Regions from separate parts of the Rattus norvegicus genome. Here region 1 is linked to region 2. The links are chromatin contacts, called in public Hi-C maps. All regions are on one chromosome and are shown on one strand. Each heading gives the region's core, a stretch centred on a gene start, on an enhancer-like site or on the middle of the called end of the contact. The rest is flanking DNA. Distances are from core to core; before and after follow the strand shown.

Evidence for each region. Hi-C and Micro-C count contacts between places; a contact is called where the count stands out from the background.
Region 1: a Hi-C map of the A7r5 cell line shows a contact between it and region 2, with 7 times the contacts expected there. The contact joins two enhancer-like sites. A contact is called at or near these places in 6 of 12 Hi-C or Micro-C datasets (the A7r5 cell line, the Rat2 cell line, Schwann cells and 3 more).

Annotation. Positions count from the first base shown.
Region 1 is chr8:84,900,619-84,907,223 of GRCr8, forward strand. It overlaps Myo5c (myosin VC), which reads left to right. Exons shown (of 41, transcript NM_001108167.3): 11 at 1,477-1,558; 12 at 2,202-2,342; 13 at 5,223-5,348; 14 at 6,263-6,346. Among named protein-coding and RNA genes, the nearest start is that of Myo5c, 34 kb to the left of the region's middle. Within about 2 kb of position 1,668, at least 20 of the 93 cell types and tissues checked have an H3K27ac peak or open chromatin away from gene starts, as enhancers often do.
Region 2 is chr8:84,670,808-84,676,743 of GRCr8, forward strand. It overlaps Arpp19 (cAMP-regulated phosphoprotein 19), which reads left to right. Exons shown (of 3, transcript NM_001395719.1): 2 at 3,626-3,748. Among named protein-coding and RNA genes, the nearest start is that of Arpp19, 13 kb to the left of the region's middle. Within about 2 kb of position 3,369, at least 10 of the 93 cell types and tissues checked have an H3K27ac peak or open chromatin away from gene starts, as enhancers often do.

The DNA.
Region 1 (6,605 bases), core at 418-2,917, 230 kb after region 2:
CAGGATTGTCAGGACAGTCAGGTGGAAGAAGTCACCAAGCCATGAGCCTTAACGCCCTGGTCTTGGTGCAAACCATTGTCCCAGACAGCACGCCTCTGGCATCTTAAGTCGTAAGTCCCTAGGTTTTAAACTTCAGCTCACGGTACCTACAAAGGATCATCATTTGACATTGTGCCCTATTGAGGGAAACCCTGCTCCTTTTGGCCTTGGCCTGGTCCCTTCCAGGTCCAAGCTGGCTTCCATTTCTGGTGCCTTCACAATGTTACAAAAAGTGGTACAGCTGCCTCCAGTCAGCCTGGAGCTGTCCAGGGACCTACGGTGGGGCAGTGACCCCAGAGGACCAGAGCCACAAGGGACAAAGCCTTGGGCATGGAGAGGAGGGTAGAGGATGGGGATGCAAGCTAAAAGCTGACTTTTGGGTACCATTTGCTGTCCTTTGGGTCTCACCATGGCCTCTTGGACTCTGACCCTCCGTGAAGCAATGAAGTTATATTAATCCTCCACCTGAGGCAGTTAGAGCACAGAGAGGTGAGGCACACAAAGGCAGGCATCTTTTCAGGCTTCCTCCCAGCAGGATGCTCACCCCCCACTACCCTCAACCCTCCACAGGCAGAGGAGTCAGGGTAAAGTGGACACTGCGACCTCCTCTTGAGAATCAGCTAATGTGAAATCCTGGCCTGGGTTCACGAGTGGCCACAGCTGACGAGCTAAGCGAGGCTGTTCCTTCAGACAATCCTGCTTGTCGCAGGCCCCAAGGGGCTCACTGCTGTGCAGTAAGCATCCAATCCCCCATCACTGTATTCTGCCTGACTGCTCCAGGCTCTCGAGTTTACAAGTCACCCAGGTAACCCTGGAGACCGCTATTAAAGCCTGAACACAAGGCAGGGATGTGTGTGGCTTCCTGCTGGGCTAAGTTATTAAATGACCTTAGAGTTTTGTTCCAGGAACTCTGAAAGCCAGCCTGGGGAAGGCAGAATTGTCCTGTCTGCCCTCTGGATGGTCAGCGGGGAGAGGAGAGAAGTGTTCTCCCGTTGAAAGCCTAAGTGCTACTACCAATCAGATTCAGTGCTATGTCCTAAGAAATGGAACTAATCTCTCAGTCATTTTCCATTCTGTAGAGGGAGGACAGTAATGCCGACTCTGGTATTACATGGATTAATCAGTATGCCACTTGTAATGCCTGGCTTGGGGAAGAGGAATCATGTACAGTCAGATTCCTGTCCAGCCAGTGGGGAAAAGGGTAGTTTGTCAACTGGCAGCCAGCTTAGAAGGAGCCAGCAAGCAGCAGCTTTGAAGTCGTTCAGACTTGCCGAAAGCATAGCAAACCTCTTAAGCTATGGAGTCGTCACACACACACACACACACACACACACACACACACACACACACACACGCATGCAGGCACATGCACACTTTGCTATAATGAGCACCTAGGTCCTGGGCTTGCTCTCATTTTATTGTTCAACTGTGTTTCAGTTTTGAGACGTTTGATGTAAACAGCTTTGAACAGTTCTGCATCAATTACGCTAACGAAAAGCTGCAGCAGCAGTTTAACCTGGTAGGTGACTCTTTGTCTTCCTGGGGCGAATGCCCAGCCCTCTGCGTGCACGGAAAGAGACACAGTCCTTTACCAGTTCCTCATTCAGAAATCCAAGCATGCATGGGTCGAGAGATAGAAAATGCCCTGATAGTTCGAGTTATACCTTGAGTTGCTATGCCGCTTTGTGGCTGTATCTTGAAACTGCACCGCCATCTTTGGCTTCCTTTTTGGAACAACTTGGGGTGCTTTCTTTCCTCCCCATCTGTCACCCGTTTCCTTCATCCTCCAGGAGGAGCCTGAACAAGATCCTGGGGAAGCCTCCTTGAAACTCTGAATTCTAATAATACGTTTTGCCCACTGCCTGCATAGCAGACATTCTCTCTGGCTGCCCTGCCCTGGCTGGGCTGATCCAGGCTAAGGAGGCTGCTTTTGTCCCCAGAGAGCAGCAGTAGACCACAGCCACTCAGGATGGTGTCAGGGTGACAGCCAGACCCATAAGAGACCTCTTAGTGGCTCTGTTCTGGGGAGGGGTGGCCAGTGTTCCAGGGTCTTTCTGATCACACATTGGACCCTCACATCTGTACCTTCTGGGCTTGCATCAAGCCCTTCAGGTCTCTCTTTGATGTTGTTTAATTTCCACCTTATCTCCGGGATACCCCAGCACGTCTTTAAACTTGAGCAAGAGGAATACATGAAGGAGGACATCCCTTGGACTCTGATAGACTTCTATGACAATCAACCTGTGATTGACCTGATCGAAGCCAAAATGGGCATTTTGGAGTTGCTGGATGAAGAATGCTTGGTAACTGTCAGAATAACTGGCTTCTTTTTCAGTCTTTGAGTAGCTACAGATAGGCCTACCACCGAGCTTCTTCTCGGAGCTATGTATGGAAAGCCAGATGTTAAATTTGCTTGGATATTAAATCTGAGACACTAATGTGGAGCCTGAACCCTGGGAGCCTGGGATCCTCCCACCTTAGCACATTTATGTACCACCCTTGGGTATGAATGGAAAAAATGAGATGTGACACACGTCTGTGCATGGTGGAGGAGGAGGCTTATTGTGTGTGAGTGAATAACAGATACAGGGAAAAAAGGAGCCGGGCTATGGGTAAGGTAGAGGGAGAAAATTTATTATAGATATGCGGAAGAGGACAGTCAGAGGCAAGGACATCTGGGAGAGTCCAGAGTGGGCGTGACCCTGAGCTGGACCATGTGAGGAGAGGGAGGAGAGGAGAGGGAGAGGGGAGAGCAGGGAACCAGGTGCAGCAGCCAGGAGGCCAATGGTACAAAGAGCAGGGGAACCAAAATGGTTGGACTATATAGAGAAGGGCAACCTAGCCTCCTGGGCTGGAGAATTTAGGGTAGGGGGCAGGATGGCCCTGTAACAGGTAGGGACCAAGGGATGCAGAGAAAACCTAGTAGCCAGGCCCCCTCTGATATGTTAAATAGGCACCCCACCCTTTTGTCTGTGATTTGTAGATATGAGGGAAAGAACAATCAGCGGCATCTGGAAGGGTCCAGACTGAACTGGGCCATGAAAGGAGAGATGGGCAAGAGAGGACAAGAATGGGGCGAGGGGGGCATGAGGGCAGGAGTGGAGGACTGAGAGACCAAGAGGCCATATAGCCAAGAGGGCTGGTTATATAGGAAAGAACAGCTGGGGGAAGGCAGTGCAGCTCAGGAGCTGGGGAAATGGAGGGTATGGGGCAGGATATACCAGCCAGGTGACCCCACAATAGGTACTAGTGAGCAGGGACTGGGGGAGACTGATGGCCAGAGTCCACTTGAAAATGGTAGACACCTCATTCAGTCATTTGTCCTGGTACCAGGCACAACCCCTAGGGTGACATCCAGCAAGGAGCTTGTCTTGGAGGCCAGCAGGCAGGCAGATGTATAGGGTGTACGGTGAATGGCTCCACCCTGTGTTTAGTGTGAGTCACCCGGAGCGGATCGGGAGGGAATGTCACAGCCATATGATTCCAGAGAACCTGTAGGAGTCACTTAAAGGTGGGTCAACACAACCCTGTGCCCCAAGAACAAATAACCCCCTGGAGAGTGTGAATGGACTGGAAACAGTTGCTTCTGACACTTGAGCAGTCACCACCCCCAAAGATATATTTGCTTAAAAATAATGACACACTACTTCAGGTCCAAAAGAAACCAGACAAACAGCTAACTGTGGCGCCTGTTAGCATACCAAAGTGCACCCAGGCTTCCGGGCTCTCTCAGTACCTGTGACTCCTCTCACCCCACCCTTGTCCTAACCATTTCCAGCTTCCCTTCCCCAGCTTCTCAATCCATTTCAGCTATGCGCTCTCGCCCCCCCCCTTCTTTTTTTGTCCCTCTCTTTCTCTTCTCTCTTGGTTCTCTCTTCTCTTCCCCTCTCGTTCTCCTCCCTCTCTTTCCTCTTGTGACCCGCTTCAATCTGCCAGTCAGATTCAGTCTACTTTCTCTCTCTGCTCGGGACTCTTCTAGATGCTTCTGGCTACACCCTTACCTCATATCTACAATAACCTTCCCCTACACCATGCCTTGGAACAAATCATGCCCTCATTTTTATACACAGTAAAACTACCACTGCTCTGTGATTCTTTCCTGGAATTCTTGGTTCCGTGGTTCTTCCCGATCACCTTTTCCAGCACCACCTATGCACCAGCTCTTGCAGGCATCAAGCCAGTGTTCCAGAATGTTCTAGAGCCAGGAGTATTGAGGCTAAGGTAGACTTCAAGTATTTGTAAGTACTGAAGGTGACCCGGAAGTCACTGAGCCACAATGGAGTATGGAATTCACTCTTCAGGTTGAATTTAACTGGTAGTGTTTAAATGCCAGCATTAAAAACTGGTTTTCTGGGGCTGGGGATTTAGCTCAGTGGTAGAGCGCTTACCTAGGAAGCGCAAGGCCCTGGGTTCGGTCCCCAGCTCCGAAAAAAAGAACCAAAAAAAAAAAAAACTGGTTTTCCAAAGAGCTTAGCTGGAGGAAGTATGACCTTGGTTATGGGAGGCAGAAAAGCCAAATAAAATCTATTTTCCCTGAGAGGGGGTAGGGAAGACACACACCTGGTGTTGCCCTTCCCACTCTACTGGGAATGGAGCCAGGTTCCCATCCCAGTCCTCTTTCCTTGAACTTTGAAGCGTCTGTGAGAAGAGTAAAATAGTGCCTATTCTGCATGTATGTAAGTCTTCATTCAGTGTCTTCTAAAGGGACACTGGTATAGCCATTTAAATATTGGGATAAAGAGTTCATATATTTGTTCATAATAAAAAATAATTATCTACAAAGATTAATAAGGCCAAAGATACATGAGTGTTTAGAATTTCTCAGAGCAGTGGTTCTCAACCTGTGGATTGTGGTTCTTTGGGGAGAGTTGAACAACCCTTTCGCAAGAGTCGCCTAAGACCATTGGAAAACACAAATATTTACAATTCATAACAATAGCAAATTCAGTTTTAAAGTAGCAACAAAAATATTGTTATGGCTGGGGTCACCACAGCATGAATAACCATATTCAAGGGTTGAAACATTAGGAAATGTGAGAACTGCTGGCCTAAAGGGAGAAGGCCCACTGCTGTGCAGCAGCTCCCTGAGGCAGCAGATGACCTTGGTGCCCCCAGGTCAGCTTCTTTCTTCCCTCTTCTATCTTGTTTCTGTACTGGAGATTTTCCTTGCCCTTCTCTTCCAGTTGCCTCATGGAACTGATGAAAACTGGCTTCAAAAGCTGTATAACAATTTTGTCAACAAGAACTCTTTATTCGAGAAGCCTAGAATGTCAAACTCATCCTTCATCATCCAACATTTTGCTGACAAGGTACAGTGATGTCTTGACCAACGTGCCATACCCAGGTCAGAACTTTTCTGCTGTGGTTGGATTCAAGCCCCACTGGGGGGAGTGGGGGAGACAACTGCTCAGTAAAATGTTTGCCTTACAAGCATCAGGACCTGGGTTCAGTCCCCAGATCCCTTTGTAAGACAAACCAGGCATAGTGACACACATCTAGAATCCATTAGGAGAAGATGTTTTATTGTTGGTAAAAGAGAAAAAAATTTCTAGGCATCTGGAAGGGTCCAGAGCAGAGAAAGAAGCAGACTGGACGAGAGAAGGGAGAATGGCAGGAGGGAATAGTGGAGGGATAGCAAAGAGAGAGAGAGAGAGAGAGAGAGAGAGAGAGACAGACAGACAGACAGACAGACAGACAGACAGACAGAGACAGACAGAGAGACAGAGACAGAGAGAGAGGGGAGAGACAGAGAGAGACACAGACTAGCGAGATAGCTAAAGCAGGACTAGAATAGCAGGTTATAAGAACAAGTATCTGGGGTAGAGAAGCCTATGAGCTAGAGCAGGCCTGGGGGCTGTGGGTTGTGTCAGAAGTCAGCTCTGACATGACAGGTACACTGAGGCAGGCCATAGGGTCGGTGATTGGTCAAACAGCAGACTTTTCTACAAGTTCCTGCGGAATGTTGGCTTATATCTAAACACCAGAAATCCTCCTATTGTCCGGATTGAGTTCCTTTCTGGATATATGTACTGCCTGAGACCTAACAATACACACACAAAGAGAGCCTGGGGGTGTAGCTCAGTGGTAGAATGCATGCTTAGTGCATGTAAAGGCCCGGAATTGACCCCATGCACTACAAAGAAAAGAAGGGGAGAGAGGGAACTGGCTTGTACCTGATGCTTCGTGCTCTGGCCTCTGGGGTAACGGGCTCCTCTCTGCACAGGTGGAGTACCAGTGTGAGGGGTTCCTGGAGAAGAACAGAGACACTGTCTACGACATGCTGGTTGAAGTCCTCAGAGCAAGCAAGGTTGGCAGGGTTCCCAGGGGCACGGGCTGCTGGTCATTGTGTACCTGACACAAGAAAGGGTAGAGTTGAAAAGAGGAACTACTGGGTAGCAACAGCACCTCCAAGTGGTTTTTTTTATTTCCTTCTTTTTCCCAGTTGAATAAAATTCCAGTATATCCGTGCATCACATTTTATTTGTTTTAGAATTGAGGGCAATGTACATTTTAGCATCTGAAAACATGGTCAATTGTATACCTGCCAATGACAGAGAAAGGAGTCA
Region 2 (5,936 bases), core at 2,119-4,618:
TTTTTTTTTTTGTCTGATTTTGTTTGTGCAGCACTTGGAATTGAACCTGGGGCCCTGTCCATTCTTGGCAGTGCTATACACTAACCCACACCCCAGCTCTTTTGTTGCCTGCCCTCCCTCCCTCTCAGATGATAAAATTGTGAGCCCAGGACCTCTATTCTCTGACACTGTCTACATATCCCTGGCCCTATATCTTTTTACCCCCCTTGCAAAAGACATCCAGGGTATAATGTTTAATGTCTGAGTATAAAACTTATTTTTTGTTTGTGTTTGCCTTATATTTTCTTCTCTTTATCTTAAGCCTCCCCCCCCCTTCAGTTTATTTTCATTCTTAGCTACAATAAATATTCAGGAATATCTTTGATGTATAAGAACCTATAACCTTAGCAATTGTGTGCTTCTGTCTAACATGTTTTAACATAACTACAGGTACAAATTATTTCACTTGATTTTTGTTAAGCATCATATGAGGAAGAAAAGAACAAAAGCTACATGCTTCAAACAAAGGAAAAGGTCTGAGGTGCTAGGTTACAAATTTTTGAAAAGGTTGGAAGAACAGACAGGAGGAAAAAAAGAAACGTTTTTAGAGGCAGGGATTGAAGAATGTCTCTGACTGTAGGAATGAGTCCTGTTTTAGAGGCAGGGGTTGAAGAATGTCTCTGACTGTAGGAATGAGTCCTGTTTGGAACCTGCCATCTTCTATCCAGCTGCAGGAATGGCAGAATGGCAGCACCACAGTGCCACCTCCCCATGGGTGTGTCTCCATAAGCAGATCTACAGCTGTCTTAGAATGTTAGTGACTGCTCAGCAGTTTGAACTTACTTTGTGTAAGGTCTTGCATCTACACTAGATTAGGAACGATTTTCTGTAGTTTGTGAGAAGTATTGTGAAAGTCTTGATAGTACTTAACTACATGTTAAAGGGTAGTTTAGGCCAGTCTTTTCCTATCTTTCTTTCTCTTGTTGAATACAGAACAAAGTTTGAATTCATCTAAAGTTGTACTAGCAAGACTTATTAATAGTGTTGTTTATTGGCAAGAAAGTTCAGGAATTGGAGTCCCTTTCTTTTTCTTCTGTTCTTCTCTTCCTGTCTTACCTCTTTCTTTTACTATCCTCTCCTTGATTTGAGATGTGATCTCATTAGTCTCAAACTCTCGAGCTCTTAGGTTCAAGTAGGTATCATAAGAAGTGTATGGGTGTTTTGTTTTTTGTTTTGTTTTGTTTGTTTTCATGAGAAAGTACCTCTCTGTGTACATGTGGCTCCTGGAACTCACTATATAGATCAGCCTGCCCTCATTTTTTTCTTGTGTGAGCACGAATGGGGTACATGTGTGTTACAGTATACATGTAAAGGTCAGGAGACTTAGTTCTCTCCATCTGCCATCACAGTCCGAGATGAAACTGAGGTTGTCAAATTTATGTAGCAAGCTCCTTTACCTGCCGCATAATCTTTCTGGACCAATAAAATATGATTCTCGCCATAAGGTTTGAAAGTTCTGGGACTAAAGGCCAACAGTTGACTTTGGTTCCTTTTCAATAAGCATTATCTAAAATGGGCAAACTGAACAGGGAAATCCAAGAATAGGGTTTTAATCCAGTTTTGCTTTGAAATTGCAGCTCTGAGAATGCTGATGGATTGCGGATTTGTGTAGTGAGGGCTGAGCCTGCCACTAGATGTCGCTAAGGTTCTAGCACACCTTATTGCAGTAGACTGCACTCACACATACTTGCATTGGTTCTCCAGGATTACATAAGTACAATATCTTTATATCCTACTTAGTTAGGTTCTAATCTTCTTAAGGCAGGAAATCAGTTTTGAAAAACTCCTTAAAGAACTTCTGCAGCATTCAGGAGACAGAGGCAGATGGATTTCTGTGAGTTCAAGGCCAGGTTGGTCTTCATATTGAGTTCCAGGTCAGTCAAAGCTACATAGTGAAACCCTGTCTCAAAGACAAACAACAGAACCAAAAATCTCCTTGAAGAGTGGTATTGCAGTTATTTTTCGTGTAGACTTGAGCATATGACTATGATTTAGTACCAGCTGAGGTAGTGGGCTTGGGAAGGCTTAGCTTTTAACTGTGACAACGATGAGCAGCCTGTTGACATGCTCACACACTGAACAATATCCAGGATTTATACTGTACACTCAAACTTCTCGACATACCATTCTTGATAGAGTCTTACCTGTGCTGAATACACAGGTAAATTTTGTGTGGAGTCGCTCAGTGAGAGATTGGAAGATGAAGCTGCAGCTTAGAAAGGGGAAATAAGATATCTGAATCAGAAAAGGGCAGGAATATGGAAAGGGAAGGCTATCTGCCATTGGCACCATTTCCCACAAAATCCTCTAAGACATAAAGTAGGGTATAAGGGAATTGTTGAGGGTCAAGTGTTGATAATACATAAAGTGAATAGAATATATGTAAATATAACCTTGGGGAAAGTCTACAAAGAGACATGAGGTCAAAAAGTTTCTAGACAAATTATTTACTTGCTTTATAAGAACAGTTGGTTTGACATTTATAGATTTAACATTTCTGCTATCTTACTTCATAAATAACCTTAGAGACTCAAAATGTGCCAAAGTGTGATTTTGCTAGTTCAAAGAAATGAGTTCAATAGCTAAAAGTATCCTTGCTAGCTGTCCAACCTCCCATCCCAGGAGACCTATGGATTACTGGTTTATTCTTGTCATGATATGATAAATCCTTTCCTGTAAAATAGCATTTTGAAGACTATATACTCATTCAAGATAGGAGTTGGAGAAAATATTCTTAAGATAGTAAGAAGACCAGGGGTATAACAAGTAATAGAACATTTAACTAGCATACATGAGTTCCCAAGTTTAATCCTAAGTACTGGGATGGTGGGGGTGGGCATGGGGGTGCATGTAACAACAATCTTTTCAGAAAACAGGCTTCAAAACCTAAAGGTATGTATTCTTTTTTGACATGAACAGAATTTCAGCTTTTTGTTGGTAGGAAATAGGAACTTCTCAGTCGAGGCCAGCCTTGAAGTTGCTATAGTCTTCCTGCCTTGGATTCCTGGTGCTGTAAATACAGGGATGAGTTCTTACACACACAGCCAGATGTGAGGAATGATGAGAAAAATATCATTGTAGATATCAAAGTCTTCTGAAGTGATTTACTTAGGGAAAATATGCTAGTATTTGGGCTGTTGTTAATGTCTAGTAAAGAGTCTAAGGAGTTTAAAATCATATGTGATTTTTAAATAAGAAAATCAAAAAGATCTTTTAGATTTTTGATAGTATTAGGAAAATTGTCTAAATATAGACAAAGAGCTGAAGAGTCCCATAGAAGGTGACTAATTATGAATGTATTATACATGACTGGAAAGTAACTGCAAGCAAGACTGGAGAGCTGAGCTATCTTGGTATTTTTATCCTCTGTGTGGGGTGTTATACATGCATCACAGCTATAATAGAGCTATCACATGGGATGTTCGAGAAGAAAGATAGAGGCGTTTGAAAGGTTCCTGGGCTTGATTTCTTAGTCAGAGGCTGTTTTACTTGGTGTTCAACAAGGAAAGCCAGAGTCTAGATATTAAAAGGTGAATTATTTTCAAAAATTCAGTTGTAACAAATAATTTACTTGAAATTATTTCAGGAAATGGAAGATAAAGTAACTAGTCCAGAGAAAGCTGAAGAAGCAAAGTTAAAAGCAAGGTATCCTCATTTGGGACAAAAGCCTGGTGGTTCTGACTTTTTAAGGAAAAGATTGCAGAAAGGGGTAAGTTGCCGAGTGTCGTCTTCACGCTCTCCCTGGGGGCTCAGTGTCCGGACAAACTGTGAGGGAATGTCTGTCTTTATTCCTGTATTTCCAGGGACGTGTATCTCTGTCAGTACTTTACATGGTTCATGTATGAAATGAATATGTATGAAAAGAGGCAATTGTTTTAAATTAAATTATAAAGTATTTCAAGTATGTACCATAGTACGGATGATAATATCAAAGAATTCTTGCTTTGTCATCTTTATAAAAACATAAATGTAGATATAACTCAAACCTACCCACACATTTTCTGTGTGATCCCTTCCCCTCTTCTGTTCAAAAAGAACTACTGTCCAGAAACAGGTATTTACCCTGCCACCCTTAGTAAAACTTGCCTGTTTGAAAGCAAGTCTCATGAGACATTCAGAGGCTTATGATCCTTTGTATTTGGATGAAATGATCACTTGTAAAATTATTAATTTGCTTTAATCCAATTTACATGTGATTTTAGTAGTCCAGAGTACTGAAAGCATTTTTCCTAGAGTCTTGTCATCTCCCTTTATGAGGTAGAAGTCATTATTTCTTAGCATGAAAATAGTAGTGGTACTTATTTTTTTTTTAATTTTCTCTCCTGCTTGAAAAATAGAAAATTAGAGTTAAAGCATATTTGAATTCTTTCTCAATATTGGGATCAGAGAATGATGGAGTATATGTGAAAGGTAATTGCTTACTATATAAGATTCTAGATTGTTTCTTTTTAAGTAAATACCTTAAGTGTATTGGTATCTGCTATTTTTATAAAAAAAACAAGTCAGTGGGTGTGCACTGTAGTTACATATGGACTCCAAAACTGATTTTTTTTTAAAGGTATCAACAAATAATGTGGACATTAAAAAATGAAAGACTTAGGGTTGGGGATTTAGCTTGTGCCTAGCAAGCACAAGGCCCTGGGTTCGGTCCCCAGCTCTGAAAAAAAAGAAAAGAAAAGAAAAAAAAATGAAAGACTTAGTCTTTCAAATAATAATATAAAGAATATTAAATATAGAAAATGCAGAATTTCTCTACTCTAAAGCAGATTCTTGTAGGAAAGTTATTCCAAAACTTAAGGACCTTAAAAACATTAGCATAACTCTAAATAAGGAAATTTAACAGGAACTATAACTGTTAGGACAGAAAGTGTTTACATCCATAGTAGAAGTCAGTAAAATTTTAATTTCATCATACTAAATTCAAATATTTAGAATAATTCCTATTGGTAAGCATGAAATTCAGTGTAACTAATGCATTTTTTTTATTTGTGTAAAAATTAAGATCATTACTCTTAATTTTGAAAGGGTCATGGAAGAGTTTATTTAAGAGTCATAGAAGTAATTTCTTATAAATTAATGTAAGCTATAATTCAGTATGAGAGGAGGAGAAAAGCTTCAAATCTGAAACTTTTTTTCCTCTTAAAGCTTTTACTATAATTAGAAGCCACATCAATGTTCAGCATCAGAGAAATAGTTATGAGTCCACAAGTAGAATATGTGGTTCTTTAAAAACACGTTTGTAAGGATCATGTAAGCAAGAAACATCTAAGTGGGGACTCAGTTCATTGGGAATCTAGGTTTAGTGTAGAATGTGCGTGCATATGCTGTCTGTCTCCTTACACAACCAAACCTTCAGGCATATTTTCAGCTATGACATCATCGTGTATGATCCTCAGCATCAGATTCCTGGTTGCACTTGACTGATTATTAGTATTTAGGAGATGGTTTCTTCACAGCAGAATTAATGAATCTTAAAGTTAGTGTCATACATGAAAGTAGCTGGAAATGAAGCAAGTGACACTTGACTGAAATAATTATATAAAATTTGCAGTGTTGATGTTTGAATGATTCTATAATCTCCCAAACTATCAGTGAATACGCTTTTATTCTAGAATTTTTTTAAAGTCTGAATCATATAAGGTTCTAGATTTCAATTTTCCTTTGTCATAATGGTTAGGAAACTAAGAAACAGTTTCTGGATTGTTTGAGAGGGTTGAATTCTATTTGGTTGCTATATTAGGTCATTTTCTGTATCATACCCATTGTTATTATAAACTTAATGTTATATTCTCACTGGGCTTTTAATAATAAGACATATGCATGATGAGTTCATCGCCCATCAGAGTCAAAAAGGATTTGAACAGTCTAGCCTGTGAATTTCTGTATTTGTGGTTGGT